2 separate regions of the Gasterosteus aculeatus genome follow, and region 1 is linked to region 2. The links are chromatin contacts, called in public Hi-C maps. All regions are on one chromosome and are shown on one strand. The core of a region is the stretch at or near the end of the contact, and the rest is flanking DNA. Distances in the headings are between cores, read along the strand shown.

The links. A called contact is a pair of places that touch in the nucleus more often than the background predicts.
Region 1: a Hi-C map of skeletal muscle shows a contact between it and region 2, with 2.9 times the contacts expected there. The contact joins the enhancer-like site here to the promoter of zranb2 in region 2. A contact is called at or near these places in 3 of 6 Hi-C or Micro-C datasets (liver and skeletal muscle).

Annotation. Positions count from the first base shown.
Region 1 is chr8:15,120,032-15,122,763 of fGasAcu3.hap1.1, reverse strand. No RefSeq gene overlaps it. Among protein-coding and RNA genes, the nearest start is that of vtg3, 13 kb to the left of the region's middle. Within about 2 kb of position 1,278, at least 1 of the 9 cell types and tissues checked has open chromatin away from gene starts, as enhancers often do.
Region 2 is chr8:14,931,713-14,934,578 of fGasAcu3.hap1.1, reverse strand. It overlaps zranb2 (zinc finger, RAN-binding domain containing 2), which reads left to right and starts at 1,507. Exons shown (of 10, transcript XM_040184290.2): 1 at 1,507-1,746; 2 at 2,382-2,434; 3 at 2,531-2,639; 4 at 2,807-2,866. The coding sequence starts at 1,691.

The DNA of each region.
Region 1 (2,732 bases), core at 29-2,528, 190 kb before region 2:
TTTGTGTTGGAATAGTGTTTCATAGAACCTAATTGCTGCAGTACCTTACTATGGAGACGTTGTTGGTGTGTACAGGCTGAATAATATATTGACCGTGTGTACAATAGGATGGTGTTTTAAAGCTATGCTGTACGTCTGGACGATCTTATATATGTACGCAGAGCAAGTACCAAGGTCCCTTTACTGAGGTCATATCTTTTCAATTTCTCTGAGATGTCTAAAAAAGCACATTAAAAACTCAAAAAGCGTGCCAGTGGCTTATAGTTGCAGTGAAGCTCCTTGCCACCAACCTGAATAAGCCCACCCGGACTTAAACCCCTAACAATAATGGTCTTTAAAGGAAATGCGCACACACACGCACTGTAGCTGGTGAGCATAGTGGAGAATTTAGCAGTGGCTAAAACCGCAGATTTTTTTTTTTTTTTTCAAATCATAATCTTTGATCCTCCAACGCCGTAATTCTGTCTGATAGCAGAGCAGGCCAAACACATCCATGGTTAAATATCTGTTAGGCGGCCTTCTCACTGATCAGACCTGATCACCATTATTGCAGATGAACACAATGTGCAGTACGAGTCCAAAGTTTGGATTCAATGAGGAGGTGGACTGCTACTGTAACATGTAGATTTCATTCAATTTCCCAAATAACTATTTCGGAGAAGTTTTGAATTAAGGACATTATGTGCAGTCAATCATCCAGGGGGGGGCACTGTTGATCTTACAAGTGACACAAGGAGCCTTCTTTTCTATAAGATGTAATGTCTTCCTATTCAGATCAGTGCTGTTCTTTCTCTTTTTCTTGTCCTACTTGAACCACAAATGCAGATGCACACATCAAAGTGGCATGTCAGAGAGTGAATCTTGGAATTACACTTTATGCACATGGGGACGATGTACAATATCATGAGAGGCATCCCTTTTATCACAACATCCATTGTTTGTGCGTGGAGTGTCAGAGACCTGATAACACAGTTCTTGCATTATTAAGAACCCTTTCCTCCTCCCCACCACACCCCAAATAAACTTTACATAACCGACGAAGAATACAATCTGAAAATCTGCCCCACTGCCAAAGTACGTAACTCAGTTCCCCTTCTCCTCCTCTGAATCAAAGTGACGACACGAGACGATTGAGCCACATCCGCCGCCCCGTGAAAGAGCAGCGCTGAGGTAACTGTTCAGCAGCCGTGACTACACTAATTCTTCATGTGCAGTCCTATAGGCTCAGAATTTACGGTGAAAGGAGGCGCCATTCAGTGAAAACAGTGAAAGAGTGGTCGCCATGGCAACCACCCAGTTGATCAAGATTCTAGGCGATAAAGACAAGGGGAGTTCACTGATGTGGTGCTCGTGCATGTGGTTTAGAATAATATGAAAACACACACATAAAAAAAACTGTTATCAGGTGAGATTAGTCTCAAGTTTGGATCTTTGAACATGTTATGTGGTATGAAAGCATCTAGCGGGCAGATTTTATTATAGTTAGTAAACGTGTGCATACTGAGGTGAGCATATGGCAGGGCAACACGGTGATTAGAGATTAGCTGCATGACTGGAGGCTCGCAGGTTTGATCAGGTTTGATCCCTGCAAAGACCAGAATTTACACTGTGTAATACACTGACGGTGCGGTTCATTCAACCACACAGTAACGAGATGCAATTAAGAGTTTCTACAACAGGAATGGTTAACCCATCAGGAACAAATCCTCCATGTAGCCTTTGGAATTAGAAATGGAGCAAGGAAATTTGGTAGAACTTGATCTGCTCTTAGTTTACTGAATATTCTCAGTGGAGAAAGAACATCAGAACTATACTGAAAACATGCAGCTGTGATGCAATTAGGGTTAATGTTTTAGAAGAGATGGAGAGGCAGTGGAAGCCTGGCGCTGTTCAAAGTAAAGAAATAAAAAAAATATCAAATAGGAGAACATAAAATGCTTCCTTATTAAGTAACTTGATGATGTTTGGTAATCCTTAGAGATGTAGCAAAATAAGGACTCGTGTGCTGCAATTATTTCTTGGAGCATAACAATAACCAGAAGAGACACTGCAGTGAATGAATAGTACACATGTTTGTGTATGGATTAAATAAAGAAGAAACAAATGGTTTAAGCCAACAGACTCCTTCAGCTCCGCTGTCACAAGGGCTGATACAGGAGATCATTCCTGCCCAGTGCAATGACACTTTACAATAAATCATCTCTGGCTAAATAACGACGATAACAACCCTGTACTTCTGTGATGTTGCGGCTCTTCCTCTTCCTCTTTTACAAATTATTATTATTGCACTGTCTTGAAGGTTATTCTTTTGTTTTAGTTTAGTTTATTTTATTTTATTCAATAATTTAATTTTTTGTATCCTGTTATATTGTATATAATGTGTATCTTTTAATTCTGTTTTGTTCCCTGTACATGCTGCTGTGATACCAACATTTCCCTCTTTGGGATCAATAAAGTATCAATCTATCTATCTATCTTAATTAATGAGCTTTAGTGGTAAGCTTAATTATTTTTACCAGGATACAATATTCTGTTTCCAGTCTTCATCCTAGGCTTAGCTTATGTACTCTGGCAACGTAAATAAAGTCAACTTAACAATGTGACTATCTTGTTCTTTTTTGTAATTTAATATAATAAATTATCTAAAAACATATTTGTTAAAGAATCTAACTTTCAGGCTAATGGGTGGGCATTGCCACAAACAGGGGGGATTTTTTAGCCCCATGTAGCCT
Region 2 (2,866 bases), core at 258-2,757:
CCAATAAACATGTCAGCCTTGTAAAAACAGGCAACAGGAACAGACGGTAAATGAAAGAAAGTGGGAGACTCCAGTTGAAACACTGAAAATGGGAACTTGTGTGGCCTCAGGTTCACGGACCAGCTGTGACGGTGACCTCCGAGAGTCTTTAACTTTCACCAACTGCAGATTGGAGCGACAGGGGCGCCTCTAGAGCAGCCTAAGCTCTGCTGTATATTATCACAGTGCAACCTAAAGCATTTCCTTTGTTCAATCACACCTAAACATATTGCATCTTACTTTCTAAATCTTAAATACCGGGTAATAAGAGCGGTACAATTATCTCACAAGGAAATAGGAAATGTATTTTGTCATTGCACTGACCCTTTTCATGCAACGTCAAGTCAGTCATTTTGCAAGACATGTATAGGATATGAAATTAATGACAATATAATTTTAAATATGTAATATCCTATCAAGATAAAATACATAATATACACCTGGCAAGTTAACAGTAATCCTCTTGATTTTTCTTTGTGAAAGTGACAATAAAAGAAGAGTATATTGTGCAAAACTCACAAAATAATTTTGAATGAAAATGTAATTATAATGTATCCTATATTGAACATGCAAAAGACTAATATATATTCATGATATTCATTTGCATGTTGAATTTAGAGAACTACCTGTTAGCATACAATCTATAGCCCCTCTTAAAAGTTAATTTTCACATCACCTTACACTGCTCTGATTGAGATGAACAAGCAAAATGGGTGACAATCGGTGGAGGAAAGACAGAACAAAACAAAACCTTAAGTTTTATAATGTGCAGTCTTAAACGTTGGCATTAATTGCCATCTAGTGGCAAATACTGGCATTGCAGTAAAACAACACTGGAAAGATCAAGTTCTTAAACTCCTAGAATTTGGATTAAGAGTGCAACATATTCATCATTCCAAACGGAAATGCACTGTCTCAGTCTCAGTATCTTCCATCCTATTTTACTCTAATCAACAATGGCATTGCATACTTTCCGTTTTCTTAAATTACAATATTGAATTTCCAACTCCCTGCCCTATTTCCCCCTTCATAAATAACAAGTATTTAATAAAGGAAAAAAATACACTAAATTTAACGGCTAACACGTTAGCTGGAGGGACGTAAAGTTAGTTTTATTTCATACATGTTTTGCTTCTTTATAGCCAATTTGCAATCTGTATTACTAAGAACATGCATATTTTCTGATAAGTTCCTGAGACATTTCTTGGATATAGCTTTTATTAATAACCCTATACATCAAACTGGCAGAGCCCGATTAGGCGAATACCACACCACCACCACATATAAAGGAGACTATTTTACGATTCTAATAAATCATTGCTGCATTTGCGTCTCCAGTGGGGGTCGGAAGAATTGGGGGAGAATTATTGCAGCTATAATTCTGTTATGAACTTGTGGCATTTTTTTTTTTTTTTTCAATACATCCACATTATATTGACTTATATTACGGAAAGAAAACACTGCCCGCAGATAGTTTCTCATAATTTCCAAATAATAGGGCAGTTCAGAGTTGTCCAGATATGCACCTGAAGGCATCAGTGGAGGGATCAGGAGGCGGAGGCTCCGACTCTGGCTAACTGTTAGCTGCTGCTAGAGCGGTCCGAGCACACTCGACCAACGAGCCAGCCAGTGTTAGCCAACAGCCACGAGCATGTCGGGGAAGAGTTTTCGAGTTAGCGACGGGGACTGGATTTGTCCTGATAAGAAGTGAGTGCTCCTCTGTTTTCGAACATTTCACGTACTCAATCGTTAAATGCAGCACTATAGTTTTTGTTTAAACTGCTGTCAGCTAACATGCAAACGGTGGTTAGCTCAACATTAGGCCTTCTGGCGTTTCACGCTAACGGCGACTAGCGGAGTAAACTAGCAACTAACAATTACATCGTTTTTATACTTTATTAGCTTTATTAAATGGTAAATAAACGCGGCGAATAAATCAAGCATTGCGGGTTGAGGGGCTGTGTTTGCAATTTACGTGGCGTGGTCTCCACAATAGTTGTCAGTGTGCGCAGACTTCAACGTTAGCAAGCTAGCTATCGTTAGCTTCTGAGGGTCGGGTGAGAGTCCCCACTCAGCGTTGTGGGCGGTGTTTACAGCGTCGTAGGAGTCAAGTTGTCGTGAGTTTCACAGTGCAACTAAAAGCCAAATGTCTGTCCGTGAATGACAGGCCAGCTGCCGGTCGTCCGTGCACAGGCCACCTGACGTGTGAGTGCCTACAAGCTAACGCTGAGGCACATGCACCATGAATAGACCCGCTCTGAGCTACTCCTCTTTTTGTGTAGCACGCTCGGTTCATGGCTAAGGGGTGATGTATATCTATTTATTCTGCACGCTTTTTGCAGGTGCGGAAACGTGAACTTCGCTAGAAGAACAAGTTGTAACAGATGTGGCAGGGGTGAGTCGTTTATGTCCATTTAATGTGTCTTGGAAGACGCTTGATACGTACTGTCCAAAAGCAGCTATATTAAATGCCATTGTTTTGCTTCCACAGAGAAAACCACAGAGGCAAAGATGATGAAAGCTGGAGGCACAGAGATCGGGAAAACTCTGGCTGAGAAGAGCAGAGGCCTCTTCAGTGCAAATGATTGGCAATGCAAAACGTACGTGTTTTTAGGCAATATGAAAAATGTTTCGTTAATCCAGAGTGTGGTGTAAATACAAAGATGTTCCAAAATGGGTGAAATTCCTGAGAGAAATGTATATATTTTAGCCAGTTGAGACAATGTTCAGTTTTGACTGTTTTTATTTTCCTTCTGTCTTCATACAGATGTGGAAATGTCAATTGGGCTAGGAGGTCAGAGTGCAACATGTGTAACACCCCAAAATA